Linked DNA regions of Rattus norvegicus: region 1 is linked to region 2. A link is a contact called in public Hi-C data. All regions are on one chromosome and are shown on one strand. The core of a region is the stretch at or near the end of the contact, and the rest is flanking DNA. Distances in the headings are between cores, read along the strand shown.

What was found. A called contact is a pair of places that touch in the nucleus more often than the background predicts.
Region 1: a Hi-C map of mammary epithelial cells shows a contact between it and region 2, with 2.1 times the contacts expected there. The contact joins the enhancer-like site here to the promoter of Podxl in region 2. A contact is called at or near these places in 5 of 12 Hi-C or Micro-C datasets (Schwann cells, frontal cortex, kidney and 2 more).

Annotation. Positions count from the first base shown.
Region 1 is chr4:61,225,079-61,232,559 of GRCr8, forward strand. No RefSeq gene overlaps it. Among named protein-coding and RNA genes, the nearest start is that of Rpl38l1, 35 kb to the right of the region's middle. Within about 2 kb of position 2,348, at least 19 of the 93 cell types and tissues checked have an H3K27ac peak or open chromatin away from gene starts, as enhancers often do.
Region 2 is chr4:61,147,596-61,154,744 of GRCr8, forward strand. Podxl (podocalyxin-like) reads right to left here and starts at 1,536. Exons shown (of 8, transcript NM_138848.1): 1 at 1,309-1,536. The coding sequence starts at 1,390. LOC134486572 (a long non-coding RNA gene) reads right to left here and starts at 1,302. Exons shown (of 2, transcript XR_010065780.1): 1 at 1-1,302.

The DNA.
Region 1 (7,481 bases), core at 1,098-3,597, 78 kb after region 2:
CAGACTATTTCAACCCTTAATCAAGAAGATGGACAGAGGGTAACGTCCAGAAAGACTCACCCCCGGAAAGAGAAAGGCCATCCAGGGTGACATTAGTGAACTCAAGTTCTGGAGTCATTATTAGCTCAAGATGACAGAGACTAGTGACTCATAGCCATTGGTTTGAAATGTAATTAAGAGAAAAAGAAAAACAGGGAAGGGATAGAGAAGATGTTCATTAGATAGCCGATCTGAGTTGGTTAGGACTTGGTGTAAGAGAACTAGGCAGGCTTTCTCTGAGAACTCGCTCTGTAGGTGTTTGGGCGCCTGATTTTCCAGACCCTGAATGGTGGTGCTAAATCCAGCAGGAGTTGGTGCAGGGCTCTGGTGGCAACCTCCCTTTAAGAGTTCTGGAGACACTGCTTTAGGAATCTGAATCTAATGCAAAGAGAACAAGCCGGGCTTCCTGCAGTGGCTCACGCCTGTCATCCAGCAGTTGGGAGACTTGAGACAGCCTGGCTTGCACAGCGAGACCTTGTCTCCAAAAAGAACCAAAGAGAGCACTGTAGTCTCATTTCCAATATGCTCTCCGCTCTTACTTAGCTAGAGTAATGGCCCACAAAAGGGAGAGATTTGTGTAGAGGGTCTCTCTATGCAGCCAGCTTGCTCCTCAGCCTCCAAGTGCTGGGACTGCATGAATCACATGTCTATGATGTTAGCATTTTGTCTAGGCTCTGCCCCACAGTTACCTGACTCACTATAAAAGAGGCTGCTTGCCCCCTCCATGCTCTCTTGCTCTCCCCCTCCACCACATGCTCATGGCCAGCCTCTACTCCTCTTCTCTCTCTGTCTGTCCTTCTCCACCTCTACCACCCTCTCAACTCCCCTCCCCATGCCCTGAATAAACTCTATGCTAAACCAGTCCGGTGGCTGGTCCCTCAGGGGGAGAGGATGCCTCAGCGTGGGCCCACGGAGGCACCCCCTTACCCTGTACCTGACTACACATCCACAAAACATATTTCTCCTCTCCTTATCTTTTTATAAACACAACTTATGATGCCACATCCAGCTTGATTTTTTTTTAAGAGTCTCTTTGTGTAACCCTGTATAGCCTGGAACTTGCTATCTAGACCAATCTGATCTCAGGTTCACAGAGATCTGCCTGCTTCTGCCCCTGCCTCCTGCAAATGGTTCTTTAAAACACTTTTTTTTTATGTGCATGAATGTTTTACCTACATGCGTGTCTGAAAAGGGCATCATATTCCCTGGGACTGGAGTTACAGATTGTTATGAATTGCCATGTGGGTTCTGGGAATTGAACTCAAGTCCTCTGGAAAAGCAGCTCTTAATCACTGAGTCATCTCCCCAGTCCCGGCGATTAGTTCTTGAAGATATGGAATAGCTTGTTCTTTTTATATCTATGCAGTAGGCAGTAGACAGTTATGAAGAACACAGAACTGAGAGCTATGGTGTAGATCCTTTCGTGCAGTCAGACAGGCTGGGGATGGACAGATGGATCGATGGATCACAAGGCTCCTTGTTTCTGCTTTAGGGTCCTCTCCTGTCTACCTCAGTGTGGGTAAACAGAGCCTTGTATGAATGTGTCGAGTTCTAGGCTCAGGAGGGAGTCATTGACTCATGGAGGTAAACTCAGAAGCTGGTTGGGGGAGCAGTTCAGGATAAAAGAATGGGTCTAGTACCGGGGACTCCCTGAACGTTGAGTGATTCTCAACTTTCCTAATGCTACAACCCTTTAATATGGCTCTTCACGTTGTGGTGATTCCCCCAACCATTAAATTATTTCCATTGCTTCTCCATAACTGCTATGAATCGTAATGTAAATATTTTCAGAGAGTATGAAAAGGGTCGCGACCCAAAGGTTGAGAACCACTGTCGTCCCTTCTCTATGGCAAAGCGAATGATGTAAATATCAGAGGATAAAAGCAAACCTTCAGGCCTTAAGTGCTGCAGCCCATACTTGACAAGTCCCAGCAGCACCTGCATATCTTGGAGGCTGCAGCCAGCGCATGGTGTTAGGAGAGTCTCAGGCCTAAGGGAAGGGGCTGACTCTTAAGCAGCTAGTCTTGCGTTGAGTGGGTGGCACCAAGTGGGAGCTGGCAGCCGTGGGCCACCTGCTGGGTACACACCTGTTTCCAGGGGCACCAGGGTCCCTATGGAGAGTAATCACATGTGTCAGGCCCACCCTGCAGGCACCCTGATAGGAGAGGCCAGGACAGACCTGAGGCGGGTGGGACAGGCCAACACAGGAAATGCCTGCTGGGCCTAAAAATAGTGTAGGAGGGAACAGGAAACAGAAACTTTGGGCCAACATGGAAATGCTTTCTGAGCTGATCAGGAAATGAAGACTGGGGCTGTAGGGACAGCCTCCACCCTGCTGCACTGCAGCTCCGCCCCCACCCTCTCCCGGTCTGTGCCTGGCTGGGGGTAGGGAAGGCGGCTTCCCAAAGTCCTTTCTCTTTGTTTCTAAGCGGCACAGTTGTGTGCTCCTAATCTGTAACCACACGTAGATGTCATTCTGTACTTGGATGACAGCCTGCTCTTCCCAGAACTGAGGTGGTTCCTGGGAAAGTGGGCCCAGCAGGATGGTTCAGTAGGTAAAGGCACTTGCAATGGTCTGACTTCCATCCCTGGCTGGGACTCAAACGGTGGAAAGCGATTCTTGTCAGTTGTCCTTTGACCTCCACGCACGCCCTGCTCTCGTCCTCACATAAATGTAATAAAAAAATAATTTATTTATAAATTATTTAGTGCATTATACATGCTCGTGTGGGTGGCACGCCTTGTATGTGGAGGTGAGAGGATAATTTGAGGGAGGTTGGTTCTCTCTTCTACTATAGGGGTGGATCCTGGAGACCAAACTCAGGTCATCAGGATTGGGGGCAAGCACCTTTACCCTAAGCTACCTTGTCAGCTTCCAACATTTTTCAAAATTAAATTAATTTTTTTAATGTACTTGAGGGTTTTTTGTCTGCATGTATGCATATACAACATGTGTGTGCCTGGTGTCTATAGAGAACAGAAGACAATGGATCCCCTGGAGCTGGAGTAAAAATAGTTGTGAGGGGCTGGAGAGATGGCTCAGCGGTTAAGAGCAATGGCTGCTCTTTCAGAGGTCCTGAGTTCAATTCCCAGCAACCACATGGTGGCTCAAGACCTAAAAGGGAATCTGATGCCCTCTTCTGGTCTGCAGGTGTATGTGCAGCAGAACACGCAGACATTAAATAAATACAATAAAAAATTAGGAAAAAAAATAGCTGCGAGCCATGTATGAGTGCTAGGATCTGAACCTAGGTCCTCTGTAACAGTAGTAAGTGTTCCTGACTACTGAGCCTTCTTAAAGGACCCATTTTGATTCTTTTTAAAGGACATACATTTGTGTGTGTGTTATGTGTGTGTGTGTGTGTGTGGTGTATGTGTGGTGTGTGTGTGTATGTGTGTGTGTGTGGTGTGTGTGTGGTGTGTGTCTATGTGTGTATGTGTGTGTGTGCTGTGTGTGTGTTGTGTGTGTGTTGTGGTGTGTGTATGTGTGTATGTATGTGTGTGGTGTGTGTGTGGTATGTGTGTGTGGTGTGTGTGTGGTGTGTGTGTGGTGTGGTGTGTATATGTGTATATGTATGTGTGTGTTGTGTGTGTGTGTGGTGTGTGCATGTGTGTGTGTGGTGTGTGCATGTGTGTGTGTGGTGTGTGTGTGATGTGTGTGCATGGTGTGGTGTGTGTATGTGTGTATGTATGTATGTGTGTTGTGTGTGTGTGTGGTGTGTGCGTGTGTGTATGGTGTGTGTGTGGTGTGCGTATGTGTGTGTGTGTGTATTGTGTGTGTGTGTGTGTGTGTGTGTGTGTGTGTGTGGCCAGAAGAGGGTATCAGATCCTCTGTAGCTGGAATTATAGGCAGTTGGGAGTTGCCCAACATGGGTGCCTGGACCTAAACTCTATCTTCTGCAAGAGCTGCATTGATTAACCACTGAGCCATTCTTCTAGTTCCCCATTTCTTTTAAAAGCCTTTCAGGAGATGATAATGAGCCACCTTGTGGTTGCTGGGAATTGAACTCAAGACGTCTGGAAGAGCAGTTAGTGCTCTTAACCACTGAGCCATCTGTCTAGCCCAGAAGTGGGATTCTTATATACTGAAGTCAGCTAGGACATTAGCATGGATGAAGCCTCAATCAATGGTCCACACTGGAGGCCTGAGCTTGGCTTCCTACTAAGCTGCACAGTAGTTTTTGGTGCACTTGCAGAAACACGGATCCAGACTTCCATCCCCTGTATCTAGCAACTTCGACCATATTGAGACCGAGTGCAAATTAGCAATGTTACAGTTACCCGAGCATCCTGCACCCCTGCACTCCCCAGGACTGTTGATACAAAGACTGTCAGTTGTCAGTGTGCTTTATGCTTTGGCTAGGGGTCGGCTCATCCATGCATGTTCTGATTTCCAAGGCCCAGGGTGGAGCAATCCCAGACCTGCTGGGAGTAACCCTCACAGTCCAGGGACTGAGGGAAGACACATGGGTGATCCATTCTACTAGGTGCTAGGTTAGTAGATAGTAAATTCATGTGGTCCTTGGGAGAGCAGCCTCCAGGACGCTTGAAGAAGTAGACACCTCTGTTCTTTTTGCCCTTGAGCCTAAGTGGTTCTGGGGTTTCAGTTCTGGGTGGGTATGCTTTAGGACGCTGTAGCTATAATCACTGGAGTTCCCTCTACATTTTCTGAGGCAGTCTTTCAGGTAACTCAAACTTGAATTCACTATGTAGCCCGTAAGAGTGGCCTTGATCTTCCTGCTTCTATAGTACAGTACCAACTGTACCATCATGCCTAGTTTATACAACACTGGGGATTGAACCTTTGTGCATGCTACGCCAGCACCCTACCCATTGAGCCACAGCCCCAGTTTTATCCTTTTCCTTCATGGCTATCCTGAGTTACTGCTTAGTTAGGTGTTCTGGGTCTAAAGCCTCTCCAGAGCATGATGTGGTAGGGACAGCAGGGACTTACTCCCTGAGTTCTGGATGCTGCTGGGTCACTCGTTGTTATTGGGAACTGGCAGCATGCTGAGCCCTGTGCCTGGAGGGGTGCCAGTGGGTCATAGACAGTGGATGGTCTAGCTTCAGGTGCTATGCAGAGTTGGAATTCACTGAGTCTGGGCAAGCCCCTTCCCCAACCCAGGAGCAGGGAGGGATGAGCAGTAGGCCCGGTTCAGTCAGCTGGTGCTCCATGCAGGGAGCTGAATGCTAATCAAAGGCCACACAAGCTCAGATGTGTGACAGTGAGGGCCATGCCCAGGCAGTCATCTGACTCACAGTCATCCGCAGACTGTAAAGTCTCCAGACAGAGGAGAGAGCCACAGAGGCCCAGACTGACCTCATACCAGGCCCCTGTTCTTTATCCCCTGCCCACCCGGACAGGATCACTCTTCAGCCTGGCTCTCTTTGAATCTGTAGAGGTGACAGAATTCAGAGAGGGGGGTGGCAAGAGGAAGCTGGACAGGTCCTAGTGTCTACAAAGCTGCCTTGGTGATAGTAGCAGAGCAGATGGAGGAGTTTGTGTTTTCTGTAAATCTGAGAGCGCCTTTTTATTGGGGGGTGGGGTGGGTGGAAATCCCAGTCAGCCTGGATTGGAAAGCTCCAACCGACTCTTCACTGGGCTCCCAGGCCCGTCCTCTTCTTCTTTTCTGACTCTGCTTCACGGGACCTGCAGCCAGGCATTTTTTTTTTTAGTTTTAAAAAGATTTATTGTTTGTTTATTTATTTATTTCCTGTTGTGCATGTGGGTATTTTACCTCTGTGTGCCTGTGCCTGGCCCTGTGCAAGAGCAACAAGTGTTCTTCACTACTGAGACAACTCCAGCCCCAGCCCCAGCCCCAGCCCCAGCCCCGGCCCCGGCCCCAGCCCCAGTCCAAACCCAGTCCTTCTTTAAGGATATCTGTGCTGTTTGCTTTCTCCCCCAAGCCAGAAACACAAAAACAACCTTGTTTATGAGTTTTAACTCTGTTTTCAGAACAACAAATGGCAGTAAAGGGGGCTAAACCCCGAGCGCGTGGATCTGGAGTGCGTGGGTGGGTCCCTGTGTCCTGCAGAGCTCTGTCCTGTAAAGTGACCGACTGTTCATTACGTGTTTGAACGGATTGGGGCTCGGTGTAGCTGTTCAGGTAAGACGCTCTACAATGGGCGGAGCTGGATGTGTATGCATTATATGGCTACTTTATAGTTCAAGAACGCCTAGAGGAACCTGTTCACCCATTCGCCTGCTTTATGTGACTTAAGAGCAGAACCTTATCGTTTGGAAATCCTTGTGGAGGCTTGGAGTTCTGAAGTTTTTGCATCTGGCCTCACTTTCTGTTGTATAAACAATTCAATCGAAGCTGAGAGCTCGTGTGGTTAAGGAAGAGAGGCCCTTGGGAGCCATGTGATCCGAGCAGAGTGCTTCTGCGAGCCCCCATTTCTCCTTTTGTGCAATGAAGAGAACATACCGCCCACCGTCCAGGACAAGCGCCACAGTGTGCGTGCTGATCCTCTTTGGAGTACAAAGCGCTGTGCAATCAGAGTATGATCCCTCCTGCAATCATTCAGTGTGACATTGTTTCCATGGGAAAGCCCGAGCTGCTTTATGACAATTGATTTACAATGTCATTTCCAGGAATGCATTTGTCTCAAAGCAGTCATTGGCCAAGAGCAACATAACCTGACCCAAGAATAAAATGCATCTGTGCCGGCACACAGGAACTCTTAGGAGGGTTTAACACAAAGAGAAAAGGAGAGAAAATGACTTGTGAGCTTGGGAAGCTCACCTTGCTCCACTCCACTTTCTGTAATGGAGTCCTTGTTTAGAGTTCTCCAGAGAGACAGGAAAAAGCGTGTGCCTTCCATTCATTGTCTGTCTGTCTGTCTGTCTGTCTGTCTGTCTATTGAGATACTATTTATCATCTCTCTCTCTCATTTATCTCTCTATCTCTCTATCATCTATCTACTATCTGTCTATATCTATCTAATATCTATTTATATCTATCATTTATCTCTCTATCGATCATCTATCTATATCTAATATCAATCTCTATCTATCTATCTATCTATCTATCTATCTATCTATCTATCTATCTATCTATCATCTACCACCTATTTCTTCCTCTTCTCCTCTCCCTTCCCATCTATTTAAAATAATTGTCTAATATACTTGCAGAAGCTGGTAAATTCTGAATCTTAGGTTAGGTTGGCAGGATGGTGACCAAGAAGAATAGCAATTAGAATCCAGGGGCCACCTGCTGGGAAGAACTCCCTCTGGCCTGGGCAGGTCAGTCTTTGCTGTCCTTAGGTCTTCGGCTGCCTAGGTGAGGCTCAGAGGTCGAGCAAGTATTTAGCATACATAAAGCTCTGTTAGAGTCACTATGTGCCTTCCTCCTTAGCCCTTCCAGCCTTCCTCACTCCACAGGGCCTCAGCAGCCTCCTGGAAACCTCAGCATTTCTTTCTTCCTCATGTTTTCATAGGA
Region 2 (7,149 bases), core at 286-2,785:
TAGGAGGCTCCCCCTCCAAAAGACTGCGTGTGAAGATGCACCATGAAATTGCCAAGGCAGGCCACAAACTTGTCATCCCTTCTGATTGTGTCAACTGTAGACTGGGGTCCTCTAAGCTGCTCCCATCTTCCTCGAATTGCACCCCTCCTCAAGAGACACAGGCCCTTCCAGTGGAATACTCTAACCTTTCAGGCCATGCTGGAGTCCCAGGCCACCCCCAGAGGCTTTAACCTCCATTCCCTGAGGAACAGCCCTCACCACGCAGCCATTTCTCATTGTTCTCCCGTAGAATCCAGTCCCCCCAACACTAACTCCCACATCAACAGAGTCCCTTCCCCGTCTGGGCGGTGACTCCAGTACTTCTGATCCTGGAAAGCCTCCCCTCGCCACTTTCTCCCTACAACTACCTGGTCAGGAAGGATAGGCTATGAAACGTGCCTCTCTCTCCTGGGCTGAGTCTCTCAGCTGTTTGGCAGGGACTTTGGGACACCTGCTCTGGTTACGTTTGCAAACACTGCCTGACCTCTCAAACAGAAAGTAGCATTCCACCTTCGGAAAGAAGATAGTGGGACTGTCTCCAAGCTGGGTCTGATGGGAGAAGGGTGCCTGAGGTATTACTAAGACACAGCTCAAACCTCATTTGTGAAAGAAGTTTCTTGTTTACACAAAGGGGTGGGAGGGGCCCACCATCCTGGCCATGCTCTGAGAAAGGATCCGGTCCTGAGGCATCGTGAAGGCAAGGTCCCGGCTGAATCAGACTCTGGGACCGTGAAAGGAGCACTTACTCCACCCGTCCCGGAGCAGGCTTAAGAAAAAGCGCTTGGACAAGAAGCACGGTGCACGCGTGGGCACCTAAAGGTTTGCGATCTGTTTCAGGCTTGTGTAACTAGCTTGTCGTTTTGCTTAGTTTCAACGACCTCGCAATGCAGTCCCTGGTCGCTCCAAACACGAGAAAGAGAAATCGCACTTTGGTGGTCCCGCGGGAATCTGGGACCTTCCAACAACCCAGAGTTTCCCCCCTTTCTCCAGCGAACCCACCAGGTACCCCCTTTACAACCTCACAACTCCAGCTCACTCTATACCAGTGAAGACTAGAGGTACATCCACGATCTGGCCCGCACCTACGGCGTTCTCCAATTTGGAGGGGGCGTGGATGGTGCCAAGGTCAGGACTCTGCCTGCGGCCACGCGGGAGAGGCTGCAAGCGGTCGGACCACGCGGTGCAGCCGGCCTCCCAGGAGCCTCTCCAGGCTTGGGGCGGAGGGGAATAACCAAGGGTCGGGGCAGAGCCGCGAGGCTATCCACTCACCATTATCCTGGGAGAGAGATGGAGTCGACAGTAACAGCAGCTGCAGCAACAGCAGCGCGGAGAGCGCCAGAGTGGGGCGCATGGTTGTGCTTGCCCGGGGACTCGGAGCAGGTGGCTGCGGCTCTGGCGCAGGGTCCGGCGTCCGGACCGCGGGAGAGTCGGCGCCGCTCCCGGAGGCCTGGCGACAGCCGGGAACTCTGGAGTCACTATCCGGCTGCTCCTCCTGCCTGCCGCAGAGCTGGGCTGGGACGCGGAGCCAGAAGCGAGGAGGGAAGGTGGCTGCGGCCCGGGCGGTGACTGGGCGGCTGCGGCCCCGCGCACGCTGCTGCGATGACTCCCGCCCCGTCCCGTCCGCGCTGGCCTCCGCCCCCTCCCCCAGGAGCCCTCCCAAAGCGGCGGCGGGGTCGGGCGGGGCGGCGGCTGGGCTGGCGGGCGCTGGGCTGCGAACAATAAGCAGAGGAGGAAACTCCGCCCTGGAGCGCGGCGGGCGGGGGAACAGGGGCTGGCGGTCCCGGGCAATGTGTGTGTGTGTGTGTGTGTGTGTGTGTGTGTGTGTGTGTGTGTGTGTGTGTGTGTGTGTGTGTGTGTTTGTGCAATGCGTATGTGTTCGCGCGTGTGCGTGCAATGCGTGTGTGTGTGGGGTAATGCGTGTGTGTGTGTGTGTGTGTGTGTGTGTGTGTGTACGCGCGCACGCGCGCGCCAGGGACCCTGTCAGACAATCAATCTCTGGCACAGATGTCCTACGCATTGCTTTTGCCCGGGATCCACGGGGATCCTCCATAATGCCGGGGCCCTTTACGCAGGCATAGATTCTCAGCCTGGAAGTTCGGCTAAGAATCGGATCCTTCCAGGCCCCCCAGACCTCAGCACCTTCTGCGGCAGAGCCGGGGAATCAGGTCCCCTACCCAGCAGGTGCCTGGATCCATGCAATTCCCAAACAAGTCTGGGCTCCAGGATGAGCCCCGTACCATCTGGAGCGGGTTTTTACTTAACCTCTCCCACCGATGTACAAATGGATGTGACTCCCTGAAGGCAAAATTTTCAGCGCTTACTTCGTGCGGGTCTGTGGTCTAAGTGCTTTGCACGTATTAATTCTCTTGATCTTCACAGCAGTCACATTTTTTAAGCCTCGTTTTGCAGACAGGAAAATAGAGTTTTAAAAAAAGGTTAAAAAAGTTGTTTAAGATTCCTTAGGTGGTAAATAGCAGCCTTGCCTCTGAGACTAACCTGGAAAACTACTTTGCACAGTGCCCATAATACCGTAATTGCTCCATAAGAATTAATATTGCCAAGTAAAAAGCAGCAATGGAGATTTAAGGGCCTCGGCGTCAAATCAAACTTGGTCTCAAAACCTAGTTGTGCTAAGTCACTCTGTGTGCTTCGATTCTTTTCATAACAAAAAGCAGGGCTAGTGAAACTTCCAACAGCTGCTGATCCACTTGCTTGGGAGAAACACTTAGCGTAGGGCCAGAATCTCAGACAGCCTTTATGAAAGAAGCAGCCTTCGCTAGTGAGATAGCGTAGACTTGGGGTTGGGAGATCGGAATTGGAGAATCGCATAAAGCTGAGCTTACTCTGTGAAAGGTCAAAGAAGCTCGCATCCTATTCACCCCAGTTTGGGGACCTTTGCGGGCTGCAGACCCTGGAGTCCGCTGCAAAGGTGGCCCCTCAAGGCGCTGGGATACAGACCTGGAGGGGCAGGGGAGGCTAACACCGAAGGGAGATCGCGAAAATTTGTCGCACATTATTCCTGGGCTGCTAATATGGAGTCTTTCTGCCAGATGAGCCTAAGTGGAGAGATTCTCGGATCCCAAGGACGGTATACCTTGTGAATCCCTCAAGTGGGCCGCGCGCAGGCTCATCATGAAGCTGCTTAGGAAGCGCGGAGCGGGGTTGGGGTGTCGCTGTAGCCGGCCTCAAGTTTGGGAAGAGCTTACTGGCTGTTTTTACTAGGAAGTTTCTGCATAATCGTTCTGGCATGGTTTTCCACACCACATATGGGAAAGGCAGAGGGTGTTCCCTATGAATACACGGGTGTGTGCGTGTGCGTGTGCGTGTGCGTGTGCGTGTGTGTGTGTGTGTGTGTGTGTGATGGTTTTTCTTTAGCGCTGTTCTCCTCGACATTAGCACCAACAAATGGCTTTTTCAAAATTGAGGTTGAAATGTTTATTTTGTATGCTCTCTGATTAATCCATGCCTTTGCATTCAGCGAATCAACTTTTATACAAACTCCAAAACAATCAGTATTTGTGAATAGAGTTTGGGGTATTTTTAAATTCCCCTGATTTCGGATTGACCCCACTATCAGATCACACATGGTTAAAAATGACAGCAGATATGTAGACTTAGGAAGTGGGGTACTGTTTGTATCTAAAAACTGCAATGTCAGAATTACAGTTTCCAGTCTTCAGTATCTGACATGACCCCCAATTTACTTAGAATAGAACTTCCAGAATGAGGCCAACAGAAAGTGCTCTTGGCAGCGTTGAAGCCCGGCCCTGTCTGCACAGTGAACTTGCTGGTCTGGAACCCAAGACTGTAACTCTCTGCAATGCTCTTTACAGACACTAGTCCCCATACTTCTGGAACTCAATGCACTTTGGCCACTAGTATCCATGTGTTCTCTCTCTCTCTCTCTCTCTCTCTCTCTCTCTCTCTCTCTCTCTCTCTCTCTCTCTCTCTCCCAAACCCAAGCCTTGTGCATGCTAAGCAAGCAATCTATCATTGAGTGACACTCCAACCCATCCCGCTAGTAGATTTAAACATCTAAACATGGGATCTTCCGTGTCTACTTTTCACTTCTTCAGAGCAGCCAGGAGAGCACAGCAGCACAAATTATATATATGTATGTGTATGTGTATGTATAGTGTGTGTGTGTGTATAGTGTGTGTGTTTGCTAATCTACAGATGCAGACATGCATACCAGCTTGGATCTCTATCTTTTCTTTTCTTTTCTTTTTCTTTTTTTTTTTTTCCGGAGCTGGGGACCGAACCCAGGGCCTTGCGCTTCCTAGGCAAGCGCTCTACCACTGAGCTAAATCCCCAACCCCCAGCTTGGAACTATATCTCAGGAAACTATGGCATGAGGTTTAAAATTGTCTTCTTGTTGTCCCTGTCAGTCCTCGTTGTTAGGAGCAATTTGACAATGCGGTTGACCACATCCCTAAGTGCAGACCTGGTAAGTCCTCTTGGTCCTAATCCTGAAACACTTTGATCCTCATCCCAGTGTCTATTGAGGTAGGATAGACCAGTCCATCAGGCCTTCTAAAATGCAATGCACTCACTCACCACCCGGATGCCTCTGTATCTGCCTAAAGGACCAGGGCTGCCTGTGTAAGGACCATGGAAAAGCTTACATGGGCTTTCTACCCCTGAGCCAGAGCGGTGCTCCATTTATCTTCAATTCCAGGACCTAGAAGACAGTGCCTTATCCAAAGAAAATGCGCACAGGTAGACAGATGGAGAGGCGCTTGGCTTGGATTTTATCATAAAAGCTGTACTTTATTTCTGACTGCCAGGTTTTGTAATGCTATGAACTTCCACTGGGGCTTAAATTACGCACCTCACTCCAAAGTCATGCCCTGCGTGTTATGCTTTAACTGCGTCTACTGTAACAGGCCTTGTGCCAGACATTATGCACCGTGCCGAGAATCCAAACATAGGCGGCATGTTCTCCCCTCTCTTCAGGGAGAAGTAATACCTGTACACAAACATGGTTAGTAGGTGGTAAGAACTATGTGGGCAGCAGAGAACAAGGCACACAGCTCAGAGGTAAGAGAAGACTCCAGGAGGAGGAATGTGGGACTCTGGCTAGGTCTTCAAGAGAAGGAAAGGTAGAACATTTCAGAAAACAGAGAGAGGTCAACAGGAGGCTTGAAGCTGAGCTCTGCAGGGACACTCCCTCCCCCTCCCAAGGAGAAGGCCATTTTATAGAGTGTTAGGGCTTGACAATGGAGAGGTGACAACAGCTAATATCTTTAAGACAATGGCCAGCTTTCCATGTGAAAACAATCATTCTAGCGCCTGCATGCTTATAATGGCTGAGCAGATGTAACCTTGAGGGGGGCCACAGCATAATGTGAAGCCAGTTCAATGGTCAGGAAGGTCTTGAACTCAAACACTAGAGACAGGAATGAGGGGAAGGTCCTAAGCGGGAGGCATTTGGGGAACAAAAGGATGTGGGCATGGTGTGGTGGCTGTGTCTGTGGAGCATTGTGGCATAAAGGGTTCCAGGTCTCAGCTGGTTACTAGGTGGACTATCTGAGTGCAGAGGCTGTGGGGGTGGGGGGAATGGTAGCATTCCTGCAATAGAGATGAGGGGAGGAAAAGAAGCAGATTTGGGAGAAGAAATGCCTTGTTCCGAGATGGGCTGATGCTAAAGACCGGTGACATACTCGGATTCATATCTGGAGGTCCCATTTGTGACACTGGAGCTCAGGCAGAGGTCAGGACCATAGGAGCCATAGGAAAGTTGTCAGGGTACAGGTGGAGTTCAGGCAGGACTGATGGGGTGTACTCCGGATAGTTTCAGTGGAGGTGTGAAAAGACTGATCCACTTTCAAGGCTGGGCTGCAGAGGGGGGAAGGGCTGAGGAGAATGCACCCCTGAGTTCCTAAGCTGAAGAGCTGGAGGGAGGAGGAGTCATCTAAGTCACCCGCTGTGAGGGCTGAGAGGCACTGATAGAAGCTGGCAGTGCAAGAGCCACTGTGGTTTCCATTAAGTAGAATGAATTGGCAGGGAGGGGCTGAACGGAGGACGGGAGGTAAGGACTATGTAGATCTGGGGTGGGGTGGGGGTGGGGGACAGAATGTGGAGCCAAAGGAAGGCTTATGAGCTGTCTGATCCTAAGATCAGGGAAACCTCCATGATTATGAGCTAGGCAGAAGGAGCTAGCCTAAAAGGAGAAGCAAGAAGCAGCAGAGGCAGTGAGCGTCATCCTAAGCCAAAGAGTGTCATTGCTAAAGGTTTGGAGTTGAGGGCTAGGGAGATGGCTCAGCTGGAAAGGACCTGAGTTCAAATCTCTGCATTCCCCCTTCCACCACACGCCACAAAAACAAAACAAAAGACATAGAAAGCTGGGTGTAGAAGTATCAATCTGTAATCGAAGTGCTTCTAGATCGAGATGAGAGGCCAAGACAAGAAAATCCCCAGAAATTTGGGGATCAGTGGGCTTGTGGGGATCACTCAACAGTGAAACTCCTGTCTCAAGATGGTAGGTGAGGTTTGACTTCCAAGATTGTCCTTTAGCCTCCATATACACTCTGTGACATGCATGTGTGAGTGCTTGCACACACACACACACACACACACACACACACACACACACACACACACACAAACACCACACAAAGATTTGGGGAGAGTACTGTTTTGAGACACTGTCTATAATTGCAGACAGGGAGTTATACCTTGGATTGAGTCAGCCCAGAATTTTATCGTTTCACTTGGTGGCCATAGATTCCAGTCTTATCCTTAACTCCTATAACCCAGTCTCTTCCTCTATAAAATAAACCTCAACCCACAGAATCCTGTGGGAGTTAGGGGGGCTTGGGTTTTGGATATTTTTTGCATCCACAGAAGAGACACCTCAGTCTCTGCTTTGCTCCAGAAGTATTCGTTTCTTCTTACAAGCCTGAGTCTAGGGTCATAAGAACCCAAAATGCTGTGCCCCAGAGTAACAAGTGAGAGGCTTTCCGCCCCTCTCAAGTCAGAATTACAGGTTACAAAGTCTGCATGTACCTGCCCTCTTCTCAAATGGAAAAGAACTATGCGTGCACTCCCCAGAATTCCCACCCCTGACGTTTGGACAAAGCCTAAGGCTCGGCCCATATTAGGGGTCAC